Regions from separate parts of the Mus musculus genome. Here regions 1 and 2 are each linked to region 3. Evidence: chromatin contacts called from public HiChIP or PLAC-seq data. All regions are on one chromosome and are shown on one strand. Each heading gives the region's core, a stretch centred on a gene start, on an enhancer-like site or on the middle of the called end of the contact. The rest is flanking DNA. Distances are from core to core; before and after follow the strand shown.

Region 1 (3,143 bases), core at 321-2,820, 65 kb after region 3:
AGGCCATGCAGAGCAATTCAGTGAGATGTTGAGAGAAGCCAGTTTGAATTAGTCAGTTTGGAGAGGAATTTGAGCCGTAACAGCTGAGTTGAACCAGCCATCCAGATTTCAGAAAGAACTAGAAAGGGTGAGCCCCTGAGATGACAATTACTACAGGCAAATAAAAGTTACTTTTACAGAACATCAATCAATGCTCTATGATTTATGTAATCCTGTACTGTTTCTGTTACCTCAAAATTAAAAGGCACTGCACATTGAACATTGTTACTTTAAGTTTTTTCCATTCCAAGAATTCCTTCTACTTTCCTACCATGAGCATTATAGCATCCACCTTACTTTGAGGCCTTTCCTATCCCATCTAATGGCTTCTTTGTAGCTTCTTGGCTTCTACAAGACCTTCAGGTTAAATGTTCTAGTCTAAGATTTCAAGGTTCTCTCTCTCTCTCTCTCTCTCTCTCTCTCTCTCTCTCTCAGAATTTCTGGGGGCAGGAGGTTCAAAGAATGGAGGATCTGGGGTGAGAAGGGCCAGGACGCTAGGGTAGGAGCTGTATAACAAGTGTTTGTGAATAGGGAGGAACTTAAGGACCCTGGTAGGCAGCATTGACTTTGATATGCAACCACAGGTATATGTCAGTGAAGGCATATATCCCTTCTGCCAGATTTAAGAAAAATGACTCGTTTTAACACACGGGAATTAATTTCACAGGTTGCTAAGGAATGCTAGCTTTTATCTAACCACTTGAAATCCTCCCATAGTGCAGATTAAGCTGTGCCTAGGCTCAATTTTGGACTGAGTGAGTGGGCCTGAGCTTTTGGGGAGAAATGGGGTACCCTTTGGACCTGACAACTATAACTTGACTACTTACCATCTGATGGACATTTAAGCTCATTCCATTTCCTAGCTAGTTCATTCCTAGCAGCAATGAACATAGATGTACAAGCATCTCTGTAGTAAGATGTAGTCTCACAGGTATGTGCTAAAAGTTCTACCCTTGGCTCATGTGGCAGATCTAGTGTTTAGATTGTGAGAAACTGTCACTGTGGTTTCCCAAGTGGCTGAACCACTTTACAATCCACTGACACTAACACTGAGTGAGCACTCGTCTTTCCTCAGTCTCACCAGCAGCTGCTGTCACCTGCGTTCTAGGTAACAGCCACTCTGACTAGGGAGAGTTGGAAACCCAAAGTAGTTTTAGTTTAGTGTGCATTTTCTTAAGGATATTGTGTACTTTGAAGAATTTAGCCATTTGTATTTCTACTTTTGAAACTCTCTGTCCAGGTACATGAGTTCTTTGTATATTCTAAATAGACATATGTCAGATATGTAGCTGGTAAAGTTGTTCTCCCATTCAGTAGGCTATCTCTTAACTTTGTTATCTTTTTTTTTTTTTTTTGATGTGCAGAAGTTTTTTGATTTGACAGGGGACTGATGACAGGCTGAAGACTTCCCCCAGAACTTCAATTTAGCATGGTCCTCACTGTGTGTCTCTAGCCTTAAGTTGCCTTAAAAGGCTCTTGCCTGATCCTGCTCACTGAGCCCCAGTAGCTTTCCAGCTGGGTTAGTTAGTATCTAACCACCTGCAGAGACTGTTTGCATCTGTGTTCAATCATTGCCTTCAGTAATGGTTCTTTGACCTCTACCTCGGTTAAAACTCTTTTACAGCCATGATGTAAGACACACACACACACACACACACACACACACACACACACACACACACACACTGCACGTGATAGAGCGTTAGTAATTAAGTTTGGACTAAAAGAGCTTGTGAATGCCAGCAGCTACCCTAGCAAGGAAAAGCAGGATTACTTGGTAAAGTACAAATAACAAAACCGATAATAACTTGTGGATTTTTTGCTTATTCTAGCATTGTGGAAAGACAAAAATTTGCTTTTTATATAGTTTACTCATTGGCATTTTGGAAGAAGACACACATTCAACTAAGGAGCAAGAGTAGTTCACTTAGAACTTGAGGAAGCAATAGAGAGTTCACGGTTTGGGGCTGGAGAGTTGGCTATGTGGTTAAGAGTGCATGCTGCTCTTGCAGAAGACCAGAGTGCATTCCTCAAACCCTTCTTATTCCTCTCAAAGCCACCCATAACTCTGCCTCTGGGGCATCTGATATCCCTGGCCTCTGTGAGCCCTGCACCCAGATGAGTAGACACACACAGATAAACACATAGGGTTTTTTCTGTGTCTATTTTGTTTTTCAAGACAGTGTTTCTTTGTGTAGCCTTGGCTGTCCTAGAACTAGAGATTTGTCTCTGCCTCCTAAGTGCTGGGATTAAAGGTCACACATAGTTTTTTTTTTTTAAATCAATAAAAATAATTTTAAAATAAAAACAGGAGACCTTACATTTTGAAGAACAGAGAGCAAAAGCATTGAGTTGGAGGGGAAAAAAACAAAAACAAACCAAAAAACCAAATGCCTTAGGGAGTTGTGGGACACTACAAAGGCCAAGAATCAGGATACTTAGGTTCAAGAAAGAAAAAGAATGATGCAGAAAAATATTGGAGGAAATGAAACTGGGCTGGGCAGATGAATGTGACAGTTCTGAGGGGAAAGGTAGCCTGGCAGTTGGGAGCCAAAGTGACACTGAAAACGACCTCATGGAAGAGATTCACTGGATAAGACACCGGAGGGTGGCTGCCTCCTCCAGAGAGAAGCCTAGAGAACTGATTGTGAGGCAGACTTTATATAGGGTTTCTTAGGCCTGGTGAGGGGAGGAGTGGTAAGTGGAGGGGAGGTGGGGTATGGAGGGAGGAGATGGAATTTCAGGAATGGTCTGGGATTGGTGGAATTTTGTAGCCTGATCTTGGGATTTTTTCCCCCCTCTGTAGTGTGGAGTTTGGCTGCCTATGGCTCAAGGGGCAGGAAATGGCTGTTATGGCCACTAGAGTAGTCTGGGGGCAGGACCTGGCTAGTCTTGTTCCTTGAGGAGCTTACATTCTCCTCCTTTTATTTCTATTACTAAATAATTAGGGGTCAGGAAAGGGGAACAATGCTATTAGACTTCTTTCTGCTGACAGGGGTGTTGTTCAGCAGAAGGACAATTTTGATAAAAAGGAACACCAGGGCACCAGCCCCAGACCACTCAGCAGCAGTAAACCTGAGTTTACTCACAGAGAATCAAGGCAT
Region 2 (2,744 bases), core at 193-2,692, 120 kb after region 3:
TCTTTAAGTGGGCTGAAAATTAATGACTGCCATCCAGAGGAAGCCAGGAGAGAAGGCAAAGCCCCCCTTTAGTCTTCAACAGCCACCAGCATAACAGGGCCGGATACATCAGATGCCCCTGCCAGGGCTAACATAACAGATTCAAGAGAAAAACATATTTTAAATAAATGCACGCCTTCGATAAGGATAATGCCTGCAATTTAAAAGGCTGAATATGGCACTCCAAGCATATTAATATTTCTGGGCTTCCAGAATCCTTGGGAAGGGCATACTCTCCGGTATAGTCCTGGACTGGGCTTAACTTTGTATGTGTGACTTAGCGGGACTGAGACACCTTCCCAAGCTAGCTGGCTACTCTTCTGTAGCAAGTGTTGCAAGCTCAGGGTGCTCGGGGAATTGTCTTCGAAGGTGATTTCAACTCTAAACTTAAGGTGTAATGTTTTAAGAGCTCAAACACAACATTGAGTTTGGGTTGGTAGGCTATTTTTCAATAGGACAACGTGCTTGATGGTTCACTTTTAAAAATTGATAAATATTGTTGGTATTCTATATTTTTTAATAGCAGAAGTAATTTAATGGGGGTAGATCAAATACCCAACAAACAAGAGGAGTTTGGTATTTCCGATCTTTTGGTTTTCCCTTTTCGGGTCATAAACTTTGCATTGGTTCTTTCTCCTTTTCTGCACCCTTTCCTTAGCCTTAATCTGCACCCAATCTCTTAACTCCAGGCAACAGGATCAAACTGAAAGGCTGCGATGGAGCTGTCGTGCAAAAGGTGACATCAAGACTCATCCCACCCAGAATCAGGTCTTCTGTGGACAGGCCCACCCCGACACCCGCTCCAAAGACAATGCCAGCGTGGTCCTCAAGTTTATTGTTGGCGCGCTCGCAGGGATGCACGCTCTGCCCGGCGAGGCCAGGGCGCCTTGTGGCGCTGAGCGAGGTGCGAGTGCGAGAGTCGCACCGTCGCGTCCCCTCAGGGCCGGCCGGTCACAGATGGGGTGTCTTCCAAACGCTGAAAGCCAAAGCCGCGTCAAGCCAGTCTCAGAGGCCGAGAGGCTTTAAAAATGGCCTCCTGACGACACTTCCTGCTCGGGGCCGAGGCATCTTTTAAAAAGCCGGCTCAACCGCCCGGCGCGACAAGTCGCGGGGCTGAGCCGGCGCTGCACAAAGGCCGCAGGGTGGGCCGTGGGTCTCCGACCCGATCCGCCTAGCCCGGAGGCGCGCACGCGGAACCGTGGAGCCACGCCCGGCCGCGCCCGCCCAGGTCCCTACCGCCCCGCACCACCACTCACCCGGACGCCGCGGCACCGCACGGTCCCAGATCCCAGCGGACGGACAGGCGTCTAGACCGCCGGCTACCGCCCGCAGACCGCCGCCGCCGCGCCCGCTGTAGGTCCCTACCCGGGGGGGCGGAGTCGGGCCGGCGGCGCGCGTGCGCAATGCGGCGCGACTGCAGCGGAGAGGCGGGCGCCTGAGGTTGCCCCTTCACTGCCCCTGGGCTGTGGGCTCTGAGCTTGGGGGCGATCGCACCCACTGGGTGCAGTGTTTGCATCCCTCCGTCCTGCACACTCTGCAGCTTCCTCTGCAAAGAACTGAGTGCGTTTCTCTTTGGGTTCAATGGACTATCCATGGGCGCCTGGCCCTCCTTGGGTCCTGCGGAGGGTGGATTTGGTGCCTGCCCTCAAGGAGCTTGAAGTTCTACAGTTAAGTAAGTGAAGCGACAACAAATGGGCTCAAGTCTTCAGCCATCACAGCTTCAAGGGGCGCCCTAGTGAAGGAGATGGGCCTGCAGCCCTAGATTTGGATACAGCTAGCAGCTGGCTTAGGCATAGAAGCTTCGACGAAGTCATTTCTAAAGCTAAGGAAGATCATATTTGAAGGCTAAGGCCTCATCTCGTGCACGTTGTGACAGTCAGCAGGGAAAGGATTGATGGAGAGACAGTCAGAAGATGCTATGAGCTCATTTAGTGTGTGGGAGTTTGTGTCTATCTCCTAAGTTTCAATGTCTGCAGGTAAATGGTCCCTTTTCACATTAGGTTCATACCTACAGTCTACTGGATAAAAGACAGTCTTAAATAGTCCCACTCTGAGGGAAGAAGGGAATCATAAGGCTAGTGGGCTCACAATAAGTGAAGAAGGGAATCATAAGGCTAGTGGGCTCACAATAAGTGAAGAAGGGAATCATATGGCTAGTGGGCTCACAACAAGTGACTTTGATGCTGCTTCCCAAAAAACCAAAACTGTCCCTCAGCAAGGTTGCATGGGAGCAGCGTCACTGTGAAGTGCAGATCCTTCATGGGCAATAGGCAGACGATTCCTTCAAAGCTCTGCAAAAGAAGCCAAGACTGGACTCCAGTTCCTTCCTCTGGGTGGGTGGCAAAGATCAGCGCCTAGATGTCAGTTGGATGCTGGAAAGAGATGGCGGGCTTTGGCAAAATCCAACCTGGAGGAGTGGAGTTTGGGAAGAAGAGGTAGTCACAATGCCAGCTGCTGGGCAAGCTCCCAGCCCCTGAAAGAGCAGGTACCAGACATAGAAAGTCTGGGCAGAGATTCTTTGCCTTGCTCTATGAGACAATGCCTTTGACCACACCCTAAGCTATCTTCCTGTTTTAGGGTCTTATTGCTGTGAACAGACACAAGGCAACTCTTTTTTTTTTTCCCCTGAGACAGGGTTTCTCTGTATAGCCCTGGCTGTCCTTTGTAGACCAGGCTGGCCTCGAACTCAGAAATCCACCTGCCTC
Region 3 (3,088 bases), core at 426-2,925:
GGACTGATGACTGGTCGGGTTTAACCAGACTTACAAAGACACAGCCAGCAGCCACCACAGTTCAAAACTGCAGCCTCTTTTTACAAAAAAACTGGGGTCTACCCTCAGCCAGCTGGGAGGCTCTTGGAGGATAGGGGTGTCATGAGCTACTTCACCTGACTAATGATGTTCCTGGCGTGCAGGAGCTGAAGGTGACAGCCTTGGTGGAAGAGTCAATCAAACCCTCCACCCCTCTAGCAGCCCTTTGCCAAGCATAGCCCTAAGTCCAGCCTTCAGCTTCTACCCTACACCATTCCTCAGGCCTGAGCACGGGAGAGACAAGATTTGAGCCACATCCTGGAAATGGAGAGGAGGCCCAGCAGACTGACTCATTTCAACAACCAGAGGAAAAAAACATGAATTTGCAAGGGCCTCCCAAAAAGCTGCTGCTCTGGGGACAGCAGGTCATTTTCAGAGAACCATCCAGAGGAATTCACTAGTTCCTGTTTCCTCTCAGAGACTCAAGTCTGTAACAGTTGGCATTCAGAGGACAGGGTGTGTAGGCCTGGGCTCTAGCATACCAGGAAGCCCAGGGTATTAGGATGATTAAGCACAAGGGCCATTTACCAAGTGCTCCATTTATGCCAGGTACAGACAGCATTAGGACAGCTGACCAGCTCATTCAGCCAGCCAAGGCAGCCAGGGGAAGTGGAGGATCATTTCCCTATCTCCATTTCCCCAATGCGGAAACTGGGCTCAGGAAGGGCCAATCAACAGCCACCCCATGATCAAGCAGCAGCAGACTCAAAGCCCTTGGCTCTAAGGACTGAAGAGACCCAAGTCTTAGTTTGCCAGTCTACGGGGCTGTGGGGGTAGAGGTGGATGACACCACCACCAGTCCAGTCCAGTCCACTGAGCCTCCAAGGTGTGGCTCCTGGGCAGAAGGGGCGTGGCTCCCCTCTCCCCAGGCCAACTGACTGGGAGGTGAGGGGGCGGAAGGGCAAGAATTTCCCGACTCTGAAGGTAGCTCGCAGGGTAGGGACGGAAGCAGGCCCCGCCGGGCACAAGAGTACTCACATCGATGTTTCTTAGGATGACGCACTTGCCATTGGTGTAGAGGAAATGATCGCCCTTGGGGTCTCCACCGAGGATCTTAGAGACGCCCCGCTCCACCTGGGGGAGGCTGGCGAACACCTTCTCTGGGGAGATACAAACCCGGCACGGTGCATGAGGGGCAATCCCGGCCTCGCGGGACCCAGGGAGTTGCAGTCAGTCAGCGCTGGGGGTCCCGAGCCGGTCACCTGTTGCCGCCTGCGGGCACGACCGGCGGACTTCCCGGGCGGCGGCGGTCAGGCCCCGGGGTCCCTCCCGCAGCTCGGCCGGCCCAGTCCACAACGCCCACTCCGGGGTCCCCGGCCCGCACCCCCGCGGCCGTGCAAGACCCCGGCCGCGCCCTCCCGCCTGCACCCGACCCCAGAAGCCGGCGGCCGCGCGCGGAGGCCCACGCACTCACTGATCTCGTACGGCATCCTCGCCCACTTGTTACGGCGCTGCGCTCGAGTGGAACCTCGCAGTGGCCGAGCCCAGGGACAGCGCGGAAGGCGGCGCCGGGCGTGCCGGGCGCGGAGGGGGCGGTCCGAGACCCGGCTCCGAGACCCGTACGCGCCTGCCCCGCGCGCTACCGCTGCGGACAACCCAACCCGGAAGCGCGGCCCCGGCGCGGCTCGCCCCCAGCTTTGACCATATATAGTCAAGCGCTCGGCTCGGAGGCTGCAGCCCCACGAGCCTGCGCGGACACCGCCCCGCCCCGCTTGCGGGCCCGCCCCGGAAGTGACGTGACGCGACCCGTGAAAAGGCGGCGCGGAGGGTTGTAGGTGCGGGGCGGGAGGGTTTTTTTTCTTGGGCTGTCTGCCTTTGCACCGGGAGCCTTCTTGTGGAGCAGATCTTTCTCGAGCTTTCCAACGCCAGCTTGGCGCCCCGGCTTGCAAAAGACTTGAAGCCACTGGGCGTATGGGGTTTTGTTTGTTTGCCTTTCACTGGGTATGTTTAGGAACTTCCCCGTCTCACTCCCTCTCCCTCCTGCATGAAACTTCCTAGTAGCAAAGAAGCCAAGAATAAAGAACTGTAATTCTTAAGGATGGCAGGGGTTGTTTCCTAACACGCTCTGGGGAGGGCGTGAGGGTGGAATTCTTTTCATGGAGAGGGAAAGAAAGCAAAACCTGGAATTTTCTGAGTCTCGCAGGTTTTGATTAGGGCAAGATGAAGTCCTCTGGTTACTTGATTGAAAAGTTCTGAAGCCCTAGTTGGAAACCCGGAAAGTGGGCTTTCAAAGGAGAGCTCTTAGGAATTTGCAGCAAATGAAAAAGTCCATTTCTGCTTTGGAGCCAGGTTTGTTAATTACCCTGCGGACCAGTCCCACCCCACTCTCCTGGTTCACCTGGACACCCACCTGATTCTCCTCTAGCTTATCTTAATCTTAACTGCCATCTAGTTAGCAGTTAAATGAATTTATAGCCTATAGGAGTGCCCAGGTTTCGTAGAGAAGAGTTTAAGTGTACTCGGTAGGTCCTGTGTGGGAACCTCAGTATTTTTTGAAAAGTCTGTTTTCCTTAGTACCTAGTCTCTTGTGCTGATAGACTAGTATTTTTAAGGTTCTATGAATGTTACCCCCTGCCCTCTGTGACCTTTTGTTTGCCAGGATTGCTTGTCTAGGGATCCCACCTGTTATGTTTTATATAAAAAAAGAAAAGAAAAGAAAAAGAAGCCAGGGATATGTTTGGTGGAGGTGCAGTATGTTGTGGGGGAAAGGGGTGCCTCTGAGGGCCCATCCTGAACTGAGGCATCCCCTCCCCCTGAGGTACCAGCCACAGAACAGTATAATATGGAAATAGCTTATTTAGGACATGGGGAGGAGAGTTGAGGGGATAGTAGAGACAGAAAGACAGAGTAGAGGCCAGCCATGAACATTTGGAGTTGGTTTGGGGGGGGGGGGCGGGGATCCGGAAGAAAAGGGACAGAAGAGGAAGGGAGCAAGAGAAGAGAATGAGGAAGGGGCAAGTAGCCCCTTTTATAGTGAGTCAGGCATACCTGTTTGTTGCAGGGAACTGTG

What was found. HiChIP or PLAC-seq counts read pairs in DNA pulled down with a chosen protein or histone mark.
Region 1: a contact with region 3 is called in an H3K27ac HiChIP or PLAC-seq map of embryonic stem cells, with 8 read pairs. The contact joins the enhancer-like site here to the promoter of Wdr1 in region 3. A contact is called at or near these places in 5 of 39 promoter capture datasets (the 3T3-L1 cell line, embryonic stem cells and liver), 1 of 484 Hi-C or Micro-C datasets (growing oocytes) and 11 of 115 datasets of contacts at active chromatin or transcription factors (the NIH/3T3 cell line, bone marrow-derived macrophages, embryonic stem cells and 3 more).
Region 2: an H3K27ac HiChIP or PLAC-seq map of microglia shows a contact between it and region 3, with 5 times the contacts expected there. The contact joins the promoter of Zfp518b here to the promoter of Wdr1 in region 3. A contact is called at or near these places in 7 of 484 Hi-C or Micro-C datasets (adipose-derived mesenchymal stem cells, cardiomyocytes, embryonic stem cells and 3 more), 8 of 115 datasets of contacts at active chromatin or transcription factors (embryonic stem cells, epiblast stem cells, heart atrium and 1 more) and 1 of 9 other capture datasets (adipose tissue).

The regions. Positions count from the first base shown.
Region 1 is chr5:38,625,466-38,628,608 of GRCm38.p6, forward strand. No RefSeq gene overlaps it. Among named protein-coding and RNA genes, the nearest start is that of Zfp518b, 58 kb to the right of the region's middle. Within about 2 kb of position 1,571, at least 8 of the 459 cell types and tissues checked have an H3K27ac peak or open chromatin away from gene starts, as enhancers often do.
Region 2 is chr5:38,683,384-38,686,127 of GRCm38.p6, forward strand. Zfp518b (zinc finger protein 518B) reads right to left here and starts at 1,443. Exons shown (of 3, transcript NM_001177902.1): 1 at 1,296-1,443.
Region 3 is chr5:38,560,024-38,563,111 of GRCm38.p6, forward strand. Wdr1 (WD repeat domain 1) reads right to left here and starts at 1,676. Exons shown (of 15, transcript NM_011715.3): 1 at 1,493-1,676; 2 at 1,057-1,178. The coding sequence starts at 1,508.